3 separate regions of the Mus musculus genome follow, and all the other regions are linked to region 3. Evidence: chromatin contacts called from public Hi-C and HiChIP or PLAC-seq data. All regions are on one chromosome and are shown on one strand. The core of a region is the stretch at or near the end of the contact, and the rest is flanking DNA. Distances in the headings are between cores, read along the strand shown.

Region 1 (4,039 bases), core at 741-3,240, 360 kb after region 3:
GTAAGCAAAGAGAGAGAGAGAAAAAATGTTTGTTTTGTTTTGTTTTGTTTTGTTTTGTTTAAATACTAGTCCTAGAAGCCACAATGCAAAGTCAGCATATCTAAGGAATCACCATCCTGCGCCTTGCAGGGCCTTCCATGTAGCATCAGCTGACTCAAGAGTCCATTTTTCCCTACTTGGCTTTGCTCTGACTGAGGTAGAATAAAGGCCCTAGGTGATCCGTCATGGAAAATGCACCCTCAAGTTTTCCAAAACTGGGAACTGAAATTGAACTGATGATGGCTTCATTTTCACACACACACTAAATCCTCCAGGTCTGGGACTGTGGCCCTGACACCGAGTGGAGGCCCCTCCCCAGGGTACCCATCTCTGTGGCTCCGGCTGACTCTCCTGACAGGCCGTTCCACTGCTAATGCCATTTTGTGCAAACAAAACACAGTTCCAGAAGGTACTCATGACTGTATCCTAGTGCCCAGTAGGGCTCTCAAAAATACGGCCCTGCTCCATTAGAATAACCACCATCAGTGCCTGCAGTCCTCTGCCAGCCAAATCCCTAGGCGGCAAAAACACCGGCTCAGACCCTTTGTACCAGAGTTTCCATCTAGAAGGGGGAACGTAATTAAGCAAAGGTAGTGTAATGAGGACGTCGGCATCAGGGTTCCTCTAGGAAAATTCCATGCTGGAGGAAAGATGGGCCACCCACAGGAACTCTGACTTTAGAGGAAAAACTACCTGCCTATGCATTGTATCCTTCCTGCATTGTCCCCCTCTATCTCTGTCTCTGTCTCTTTCTCTCTCCCTCTCCCTCTCCCTCTCTCTCTCTCTCATACACACTCACATGTAAAGCTGCAGTAAGCAGGTTTAAGGTAGATTGGGGTGTGTGTGTGTGTGTGTGTGTGTGTGTGTGTGTATGTGTGTATGTGTGTGTGTACGTGTGTGTGTGCTGGTACATGTGTGCACACTTGTGCACCTGAGATTGACATTAAGTCTCACTTGATCTCCGAGTTAATCACTTAACTCACTGAGTTAGCATCTCCCAGTTGACCCCAGAACTCACCAATACTGGTTAGTCTAGCTTTCAGGCTTGCTCTGGGCACCCCTGTCTGCCTTCCCAACGCTGGGATTGCCCATCTGGCATTTACATGGGTTCTGGGATCTGAACTCCCAGCCTCACACTCAAAGAGCAAGCACACTACCAGTTTTTTTCCCATCCCATTTCTTCTTTTAATAAAAGCTTTTGGACGCAGGGTCAGGCCTTATGGCTGGAAGCCAGCAGTAGCTTCAGACATCAAAGCTATTAACCATGGGACAAAACGCCATTTTCAGCAAGTCTGAGCCCAGGCCAGGGGGTGATCAACAGGAGGCAGGAGGCAAGAGGCTGGAACTCAGTGCAGACAGAGTGAGCTTGCTGAGGGAAGGAAGTGACACACACTGTCAACTCACAACAGGATATACTTTCTCAAAGCACAGCATGGCATGGCTCACTTTATCTTACCAAACCAAACTGACAAATGTAGGCTCAGGCATGACCTCAGCTGAAACTTTGCAGGCCAAACTGAGATCATTGTCAGGGCAAAAGGCAGTTGGACTCCCAGGGGAATACTAGTGGAAGATTCCCTTGACCCATCGTTAAAAACCAACAATGTGACTGCGGATAGAAGAAGCCATGGGGACCTGGGCGTTGAGTGTCCTGGGAAGGGGGATGCAAGAAATCTGACTTCTTGTTGGGCCACACTGAAAACCGATTGGGGCTGGCGGTCTGGGCCTCAGCATCCTTCAGGCTGCCTTCTGACTCAGGATTCTGCTAGCCATTTATCTAGATTCTTTGAAAGCCAAGAACAGGAGTTAGGAGCCTAACTTTGCATCAGCACTGGTGTGCGCGGGAGCCAGTCACAGCCCCTCTGGCAGTTTCTCCACTCAGCAGAGCCTGTTCACTGGGACTTCGCTTTTGAAAAGAAAACCAGTGACTATTACTCATGAGCCGGTACGCAGCGCCACCTAGTGTCGTGAAGCCGTGTGTACTGTTCTTAGTGCCGAGCTTCCAGCCCTGACTGACTGTTGCAGGGTTCCAGCAGCTGGAGCACACACAGAACCTTCCCGCTCCGTCTGCGCATTTCCTATCTGATGTCCTAGCTAGAGGCTCCTCTTCCCCTCTCATGCCTTTGTCCCCGATCTTTGTTTCTCTGTCATCTCTTTCTGGAAGAACATCAATTCCCATGGGTCAAACCACACACTGGGAGGAAAACAAAACAAAAAAGCCCAAACAAACAAACAAACAAAAAGCCCAGCTTCTTCAACAAATGGTACTGGTCAAACTGGCTGTCTGCACGTAGAAGAATCCACATAGATCTATATTTACAACACTGCCCAAACTCCATATGAAGCAAAGACCTCAACATAAAATCAGATACACTGAACCTGATAGAAGAAAAAGTAGAAAATAGTTTTGAACTCATTGACACAGAAGAAGACATTCTGAACTGAACACCATTAGCATAGACACTGAGAACATAATTCACAAATAGAACCTCATGAAAAGCTACTGTGTGGCAGGGGACATCATAACTCAGACAAAGTAATAGACTACAGAATGGGAAAAGATTTTTTTTTTACCAACAATAGAGTGCTAATATCTCTAAAATGTATAAAGAATGAAAAAACTGGACATCAAGAAAACAAGCAACCCAATTAAAAATGGGGTACATATATGAGCAGAAAATTCTCAAAAGAGGAAATACAAATGGCTGAGAAGTACTTTAATGTTCAGTATTGTTAGTCATCAGAGAAATGCAAATCAACTTTGAAATTTCATCTTATACCAGTCACAATGATCAAGTTCAATAAAACAAGTGACAGCAGATGCTGGTGAGGACATGGAGGGAGGGGTCAGTCCTCCACTGCTGGTGGGAGTGCACACTTGCACAGCTACTATGGAAATCAGTGTGGTGACCCTCAGGGAGATGGGGACTGATCTACCTAAGATCCAACTATACCACTCTTGGACATCTACCTAAAGGCTACTTCATGCTACCATACCATACTATTCTATACCATACTATACGGTACTATTCTATATCATACTATACGGTACTATACTATACATTACTTGCTCAACCATGTTCATTGCTGCTCTATTCATAATAACCAGAAATTGGAAACAGCCTGGATGTCCACCAATGGATGAATATATATTTTTAAATGTGATAAGTTTACATAATGGAATGCATTCAGCCATTAGAGAAATAAAGTCATGAAATTAGGAAATAAAAACATCATCCTGAATGAAGTAACCTAGACCTAGAAAGACAACTTTGGCATACGCTTGTTTATTTGTGATGTTAGCTGTTGAGTCTTTAATAAGCAGGCTACCATCCAGATAACCACAGAGGTTTGGCAGAGAGTAAGGGACTAGCAGGGAGGGAGGGAGGGATGTCCCTAGGAAGGAGAAATAAAACAGGTAAGTATAAGTGGACAGGGGAGGCAGGAACAGGAGGATAAAATGGGGACAGGAGGAAAGAAGAAGTAAGGGAAAGAATATGGGAAGAGACTGATAGCACTAAGAGCCATTTGAGGGGTCATGGGGAAACTAACACAATAGAAGTGTCCTAAATCTAAATGAAATGATCAAATAATGGGAGATGGAACCCCAACTGGACATTTCTGGTCACCAAATGAGCTTCTTGTGCTGGTAATGGGTTATATCTAATTGAGTCGTTGGCCAAAGGCATCCCATTGGAACTCCCAACCAACCCAGGCTGTTGCCAAAGCTTTTGGCTGTTGTCCTTAAACTGATAGTAAAGCCCTATTCCTGGAGACAACAACCACACAACTCACTGAACACAGAGAAGTAGAGTTGATGCCTACATACAGCCATCACCCTATAGACTACTGTTCTGGATACTTGAGGGTGCTCAGCACACTACCGAAGGAGAAAGGTAACTACCCATCAAGCTACAAAGTCCTTGAATCTACAATAATGACCTGCTTGTAAGATGTGCTAGGGCAATAGTGGCACAAAGCTTGTGGGCGTAACCAGCCA
Region 2 (4,193 bases), core at 761-3,260, 390 kb before region 3:
GGAGGGGCTGAGACAGGGTTTCTCTGTGTAGCCCTGGCTGTCCTGGAACTCACTCTGTAGACCAGGCTGGCCTCGAACTCAGAAATCCGCCTGCCTCTGCCTCCCAAGTGCTGGGATTAAAGGCATGTGCCACCACTGCCTGGCTTCTTATCCAATCTCTTGAACTAGACCCTAACCAGTGAAAAAAACCACAAATAACCTAATGCTAAAATGACGCACACATAAACTGACTGGTCCCCAGTACTAATGAAGCACAATCACCTATAAACGTCCGAGTTTCACTTCTACTTAACAGACATCCTACATTTCACAGTTGATTCATGGCAGCTCACTGACACTTTTTAAAAAAGCAATTTACATTTTGTGTGTTGTCTGTAACAACCAGAAAACTGGACTGGTGATATTTTGCTTTTCTTCTAGACTCAGCTAGAAACCCACAGTACACTGGGGCTATTTTATACCCTAGAGGCCATTCAAACAAATAAATAATGGGTATCTAAAGATGTGATTCACTACAAACTCAGAATCTGCCTATAATTCTCCACATGCCTAAGCATATGTAATAAGCAATATCCACCTGACTGAGTTACATCCCTCACTGGTTTGTGAATAAACATAGCCCCGGGTAGAAATGACTTGTCTAATAATTACTTCTCAATCTTATCAACCAGCCTACAAACTTGTCAACAGCGATTTAATTCACTAGGAAAGAAAGAAAACCACCACGGAAAATAAAAAATGCTTTCAAAGATATCTTTACTCGTTAATATATATTATCAGTTTGCTTGTTTTTAGAAACAGGGTTTTATGTAGCTAAGGTGGCCTCAAACACAATGTAATAAAGATGATCTTGAACTCTTGACACCCTGCCTTCCTTACAAGTGCAGAGACTAAGTATACAGACTCCATAACATACAATCAGAATTTTAATAGTTACTGGTAGCTTCCTGCTGAAGGACTATACCTCCCAGCTTCTCTTGAGGACTATGGAAGTCATTTCCACATCCCATCTTCCTCTGTAGGCATTCTGGCCATTCAAACATGTGGGTAATAGTGAATATTCATGCAGTGAATAGACATGTCTTAGGGTTTTACTGCTGTGAACAGACACCATGACCAAGGCAACTCTTATAAGGACAACATTTAATTGGGGCTGGCTTACAGGTTCATAGGTTCAGTCCATTATCTTCAAGGCAGGAGCATGGCAGGATCCAGGCAGGCATGGTGCAGGAGGAGCTGAGAATTCTACATCTTCACCTGAAGGCTACTAGCAGAATACTGGCTTCCAGGTAGCTAGGATGAGGATCTTAAAGGCCACATTCACAGTAACACACCTACTCCAACAAAGCCATACCTACTCCAACAGGGCCACACCTTCTAATAGTGCCACTTTCTGGGATGAGCATATGGAAACCATCACACTGCCTAAGGTCAGACCAAGCCTTTCTTTCCTTCTGCCTTTTTTCTCTACAGCTGCTTTTAAAATAATCTAACAGTTACCACTAACACTATCTGTTCAAATAATACAATTCTTTGGATAATTAATTTCCTTGAGATATATACCAAAAAATAAATGCTTATTGAGAAACCTTTTAAAAGTCTAGCATTTAAACAGTGGTATGTATGGAGTTTTACAAGGATGCCCTTCACATCTTCACTTTCCCTTCACAAAGCCTTCTATGGTTACTACTACATAGGTAAGAAAAACAGAACACCCTTTCCAGTAGGATTATCTTTAACCACAGTGAAACTTTCTAACATAGTTGCGGTCTTGGACAGAAGAATACATGTTTCTAAACTCCCTTCAACTATCTATTCTTTCATTTTAAGCAATTAAGGAAGACAAGAAACCCTTTTACAGTTTATGTTCTCGTTGCACGTAATAAAAATTAAAGCCAAAATATAAATGGATGTTGAGGGATGAAATACAAGTCAACTCCCTTTGTGGTAACTGTAGGTTCTTACTCAGTGTTGCATCAGAGCTGGCATTGCTTCCAGCTTCTGTTACTAGGTGACCAAACACATTTACATGGCTAGCCAGGAAATCAACAACACGGTAAACCAGCAGAGGCACTATGTGAAGAAACACCTCTATTATTAGCACCACATGCTTGACTTTTCCCTTTCATATTTGTAAAACAATGAGAGTTACATACCATTTAGGAAGCAGAGGCCTGAGGATCCTGAGTTCAGTGTCAGCCTGGGTTACACAGCAAACTAAAAGCAAACAATATGCCAGGCATGGTGGCACATACCTTTAATTCCAATATTGGTAGGCTGAGGCTGGCAAATCTCTGAGTTTCAGGCCCTGCTGGTCTACAGAATGAGTTACAGGATAGCCAGGTTTACCCAGAGAAACCCTGTCTTGAAAAACAAACAATAAAGCAAAGAGAAGCCTGGCATGATGATCTTACACTGGGAGAAGGAGTCAAACAAGAACCAAAAAAGGACAACAAAGTGTGTCCATTTATGCAGGACACAATAAAGCTTGGAAAAAGAAAACCACAACATACTAAACTTAAGAGACTGAAGGGTAGAGAAGTCATGAGAACTAAATTACAGCCTATATATGCTATCTCTTTAACCACTTCATATATACAATCAGGTAGGTTTAAAGAGTAGTTTTTATTGCTCACCTAAATGCATTCGTGAATCACAGTTACTGAGCAGTCCATTGTAAAACAGTATTTGCTTTAATTCCTAAGTGCCAATTCTCAGTGTTATTTCTAAGCTTCCCATCTACTTATGAAAAACTGGCATATGAACCCAACAATTGGTTACTGTTGGACCTACAAGGAACTGGTTCTTTCTCAGCATCTAGTTAATCTGGGTTAGTAAGACAAAGCAAACTCCAAAGGACTCTCAACAGAGTAAGGAGACCTGGATTGAGAGAAATCACTACTTCATATTCAACTCACAAAGAGTATTGAAGCAACCTCCAACTGAAAAGACAGACAGCCAATCTAAGAGGAAACCATGGGCAAAAGAATATGAAATTCACAAGAAGTCATCCTAATGTTAACATGTGAAAAGATGCTCCACTTCAAAACACAGGAAAGGCAAGGTGAGTCTGACCAGACACTATTTCACACCCACCTGGTTACTATCTGGCCATTGCAAATGTGATGAGAAAAGAGGGAACAGCACTGCCCCAGGTGTGCTGAACAGGACTGTAAACTGGTATAAACCCTAAGGGGAAAGTCTGGCAACACCCTGTAAAGCTGATGCTAAGGTTCAAAACCTATGAGGAAATAAACCTGTACTTAGCATATGCTAGACCACAGTCCTTCACAAGCTATGGCTGGGAAATGAGCCTGGTAGTGTAGCAGAAGCAGAAGCGTAGGTGGACTCTAGATGCCAACACTATCTTTTTTGACATCCTATTACCTCCTCTGTACAATACTCACACCTCTGCTTTGGTATTTGAAGTTAAGAGAAAGACAGGTTCAAACTGCTAAGCTTTTACTTTATAAACATAAAGACATACTAAGCCACACCACAGGCTGCACACTTACAAAGATAACATGCTCCACAACCTGTCTGTCGCTTCCCTATCTCCCTCAAGGACAGAGAACAAGGATAGGACAGAGCAGAGCAATGCCAGTGACTTATTCTCCCAAAGATGGCAAACATACTTTCCCATTTTACAAGGAAAGGAGAAAGACTCCTGTGCATACTGCAGATCCTCCAAAGACACCAATTCCCAAGGAATTCTACTTGAGAAGGTTCCTTAAAATCTCAGCTCTAGGTTTTAGTATCAGTTTTCCCCATTTGCTCTCTGGCTCTAACATAAACCTCAGTTTTCACATCATACCTAGGACTGAAGTTGCTGGGATTCAAATTAAACCATTATTCAAGAAGATGTAAACAATGCACAAAGTGTTCTACCAATATTCATCCAAAGTAAATATTTAACCTGCAAAAGGTGAGTCAGTCCTTTCCGCCGCCGATTCTGATGCCACATGTAAGATAATCTCCACTAGAAGCACAAATTTTTATTAAAGTTTTATCAGTGTTGTTATGTGTATATGGTGTGACTGTAAAAACAGGCGGATAATTTCTCACCACGGCACATCCAGTTCTCTCCTTCACCACGAGTTCTAGGGATCAAACTCAGGTCACTAGTCTTGCTCACTTTGCACTTTGTTTTTCTGCTGAGCCATTAGAAAATGCAAACAAAACAAGCACATAAA
Region 3 (3,907 bases), core at 373-2,872:
GCAGATTATACAAACAAGGGACTAGGGACTTGGCTGAGTGGTAGAGCATCTGCCCGGCATGTGCAATGGCCTGGATTTGATTTCCATCATTCAGAAAAGTAAAGATAAGACAGTAAATACCGGGGCTTGAGAGATGGTTAAGAGAGTGGTTAAGAGCACTGACTGCTCTTCCAAAGATCCTGAGTTCAAATCCCAGCAACCACATGGTGGCTCACAACCATCCGTAATGAGATCTGATGCCCTCTTTTGGTGCGTCTGAAGACAGCTACAGATTACTTGGATACGATAATAAATAAATCTTAAAAAAAAAAAAAAAAGATAGTAAATACCAACAGCACACTTGGCAGACACACAGGACCATCCTAACAATTGGGGTGTTTTTAGGCAGGGTTCTGTGTCTCTCTTTCTGTCTCCCAGCCACCCACACTGGCCTCCTGTGCTCCCAGCCTCTGCCCAGATCAGGCCAGGCTTCTACTCCTGCCTAGATATCTGTAATGATCGCCACTCCTGGGAGTCACAGAACTACTTCTTTTCAAACTACGCTTCTTGTTCAAGGTTGCAGTGGGAAGCATGCACAAAGCCCTGTTAAGAGTTTCAGTGCCGAGATGGGCCCTGATTTTTGTTTCTTTCTTCGTTTTATTTTGCTTTTGTGTCTGAGACAGGGTCTCCACACTGGAGCCGAGACTAGCCTGGAACTCACTTTGTGGCCCAGGCTAACCCAAAGAAAATTTCTGCCTCCGTTTCCCAGAGTTAGGGGTACTGGCATGCATGCCCACCTATGAGGTGGTTATCATTGTGGTTAGTGTGTGGTTTAGATGCTCAGCCTCAGGACATTCTGGTGGGCAGACTGAGGAATTATATACCCAAGGATCCTGCGGTGTCTCTGGGTTATCATAACAACTGGCAGGGGAAAACTCTTCATTTAAGGGAACAGCACACACCTGTTCAGAGGTCTAAACTCAGCTAGGATGAACTCATCCTGAAGATGTAGGTTTTTGAGGGGTGGAGCTAGCCAGGATGCTTCTGCATTTTTACTTTGGCCTGAGAGCCTTGGGTCCTAACTAGGTCTGGACCTTATTCTTCTTTCCAGACAGGAGGAATCTGTGTCTAGAGGGATGTCCTGGTTAGTGAGAGCCATGCTCCAGTGTGGAGCAGAGCTGAACTGTCTAAAATGACAACAGGCTTCCATTGAGATCACTAGATGATCCGGACCAGCTGAGTGCCCAGGCCTTCCTCAGACACTCAGAGGACAAGGGATGAGCAGCCACAGCCCCACAACTCAGGATGTTTTCTGCTGAGACACTGTGGCCCACAAGAGAACCAGGGCATATGGCAGGAGCTGCAGGGTATAGATTCTAGGCATTATCTGGGGCTCAGGCAACTTTGGAAGACCAGAGTGTTCAAGAAAGGTGGCATTACTGCTCTCAAGTTCAACAAGCTGATTTAGGCAGGGAAGGACAAGAAAGCAACTATACTCGGAGTAAACAGTCTGCGAGAGGCACAAAGTGAAGAAAGAAAGAAAAAAAAATCAAGGCAAATTTATGATGTCAGGCTGACAAGGCTCACACAGCCTGAGCAGATGGCTCTCCACCCACGGCTCAGCCCTATAAGGCCGGCTGACAGCAGCTATGGGCTCATGCTGCCCTCTGCTGGCTGCTATGGAGCACTGGAAACTGGAAACACGAAACACTCTTAGTTGCAGCTTTTAGTTAATTCCACAAGGACTACTGTTACACAGCAACTAGCCCGTTCTGCGCCTGAATAGGATTTTAGAAGCAGTAGCAGGGTGTCCCAACAAGAGCTCAGGAGTCTGTATGTAGACGTCAGAGTGGTGGAATCGGATGAGTTGTGGACCCTCTAGCTCTATCTTCTGTAACTCTGGATGAAGACAACATACCAAGAATAGAACTATGTTCTGGATGAAGATAACAGACCAAGAATAGAACCATGTGTCCGTGGATTCGAGATAAACTGGGTATAGCAGAAAGTAATTTGCATTCTGCCTAAGCTAGGACATTCTGGCTCAATGACATGGCTGCATTCAATGGGCCAACTTAATTCTGGAGCTTTGCCTATAGCTCATTCAAGTTTCACTGAAGTAAGAATCTTGCTGTCGCATGGGGGTGGGGTGGGAGATACATTCAGATTTTGCATCTTTATGAGGGTCCTCTTCTATCTAGCACCAGGTATTTTGAAATGAAAAATCTGCATCCATTAGGTCTCTAGGCCTACATTTTACATACTGTCTCTTCCAGGATGCCTGGTGCTGCATAGACAAGGGTACTGCACTGTCAGCATCTCCTGTGTGTACGAGTTAGAAAGCATCACCCCTCGGAGGCACAGTTCTTGTCTTCAGAGAAGGCTATTTCTGTTGTCCACTCTTCCATTGTCCAGTCACAGATCTAAGAACAGGGCATGGCAAGTCTCAGAGTTAAGGAAGTGTCTTCTATCCTCCTGGGAGCTGTTCAATGGCTTCTGAGTCTGCAGTTGATTCTGTACACTCTGCTAAGGCTTCCACTTATACCTTCACTTTCCTGAGTCCCCCCTAAAGACAGTACGGCTTCTTCAGATAGGGGGCCCTGGCTGTCCTAACAGGTTTGTTGTGCTGTGTACCTAATCACCCTTCCTGCCATCCTTGCTCCCTTCCACACTGACCCCTTCTCGCTGTCCTTTGTCTCCTTTGTTAGATGGACATTAAGTGGTTGAGGGAGATGTGAATGAGGGTGGTGTGAAGTCATGGGAGCCCCACCAGGTCCGAAACCCACTGGCGTTTTCTGACGAGGAGGAGGAGGACCTGTTGGAGTTCATGTACAAGTATAAGGCACCGAGGAGGAGCGAGTTGCCCCTGGAGGTACATAGTGTCTGGGGGTGTGGGCTAGAACATGTGTTTGCACTAGAGATCTGGGGGTCCTGAGAATGACATTACTTGTGATACCCAACACTTTCTGAGTGCTTAGGGGAAAGAACGACTTCCCTCCAAACAGGTAGGACAAACCACCAGTTACCTGCCAAGATCTGTGTGTGTATGTGTGCGTGCGTGCGTGCGTGCGTGCGTGCGTGCGTGTGTGTGTGTGTGTGTGCAGCTACCCCATGGAGTCCATACCCCATGGAGTCCAGGACAGTAAGTGCCTCACCAGGTGAGTTATTCCTCCAGCTCCAGTTCTTTAGTTATCAGGAAACAATATACTTAGCACTGTGGCCAATTATGGATATAGACAGGGCTTTGGCAGCAGAAGGACCATGCCTGTGACTCGTGTTCTGTGACAAAGGTGGAGAGTTACTAGTCACAGGCTCAGGGAAAAGCCACTCAATTCCTTTCTGGTTCTTTATCTACTAAACCTGATGGCCTGCGGGTCCATTGTGAAAAAGTCATGATTCCGGTCACACACAAAATTAGAGACCCTGGTGAGAATCAGACAGGATGCTCAGAAACATTCCCCTTCATAAGCCTAGGCTCCTAGCATCCCTGTTCTCTCTGAGATGGAAGCTACAACCACCTCAGATGGAGGAGTTCCTCACATTCCTGGACAAGATGGATCATTTCATATTCTCTCATATATTCTTGCCCCCCCCAACCCTTCTCCAGTGTTGGGATCAAGCCAGGGCCACCCACATATGCTAGACAGACATTCTACCACTGGGCTATGTCTCCAACCGGTCAGTGTGGATTAGTTCTGGGTACTGGGTGAGTCCTATCTGACCTCAGGATCTGGGAAACCTCATGATGGGGAGAGTTCTCTCTCAATCTCTAAATATGCCAGAGCCCAAGAGAGTCTTGTTTTGTTTGTTTGTTGTTTTGTTGTTGTTATTGTTTTTGAGACAGGGTTTCATTTTATAGCCCAATCTGGCCTCCACCTTTCTCTGTAGTAGAGGCTGGCCATGAACACCTAATGCTCCTGCCTCTACT

The links. A called contact is a pair of places that touch in the nucleus more often than the background predicts. HiChIP or PLAC-seq counts read pairs in DNA pulled down with a chosen protein or histone mark.
Region 1: a Hi-C map of regulatory T cells shows a contact between it and region 3, with 4 times the contacts expected there. The contact joins two enhancer-like sites. A contact is called at or near these places in 1 of 15 datasets of contacts at CTCF or cohesin (the G1E-ER4 cell line), 8 of 484 Hi-C or Micro-C datasets (CD8 T cells, the N1E-115 cell line, brown adipocytes and 2 more) and 1 of 9 other capture datasets (embryonic stem cells).
Region 2: an H3K27ac HiChIP or PLAC-seq map of heart atrium shows a contact between it and region 3, with 9 times the contacts expected there. The contact joins two enhancer-like sites. A contact is called at or near these places in 1 of 15 datasets of contacts at CTCF or cohesin (pro-B cells), 44 of 484 Hi-C or Micro-C datasets (the AML12 cell line, B cells, the Ba/F3 cell line and 32 more), 5 of 115 datasets of contacts at active chromatin or transcription factors (bone marrow-derived dendritic cells, cardiomyocytes, heart atrium and 2 more) and 2 of 9 other capture datasets (adipose tissue and embryonic stem cells).

Annotation. Positions count from the first base shown.
Region 1 is chr6:72,163,086-72,167,124 of GRCm38.p6, forward strand. The region is part of intron 1 of Gm38832 (a long non-coding RNA gene); the gene reads left to right. Among named protein-coding and RNA genes, the nearest start is that of Gm38832, 3.2 kb to the left of the region's middle. Within about 2 kb of position 1,991, at least 42 of the 459 cell types and tissues checked have an H3K27ac peak or open chromatin away from gene starts, as enhancers often do. A contact at or near this core is called in CD8 T cells and regulatory T cells, where this site is marked.
Region 2 is chr6:71,417,056-71,421,248 of GRCm38.p6, forward strand. The region is part of intron 2 of Rmnd5a (required for meiotic nuclear division 5 homolog A); the gene reads right to left. Among named protein-coding and RNA genes, the nearest start is that of Rmnd5a, 21 kb to the right of the region's middle. Within about 2 kb of position 2,011, at least 71 of the 459 cell types and tissues checked have an H3K27ac peak or open chromatin away from gene starts, as enhancers often do. A contact at or near this core is called in heart atrium and muscle stem cells, where this site is marked.
Region 3 is chr6:71,802,644-71,806,550 of GRCm38.p6, forward strand. All of the region lies in intron 6 of Reep1 (receptor accessory protein 1), which reads left to right. Among named protein-coding and RNA genes, the nearest start is that of Mrpl35, 19 kb to the right of the region's middle. Within about 2 kb of position 1,623, at least 53 of the 459 cell types and tissues checked have an H3K27ac peak or open chromatin away from gene starts, as enhancers often do. A contact at or near this core is called in CD8 T cells, heart atrium, muscle stem cells and 1 more, where this site is marked.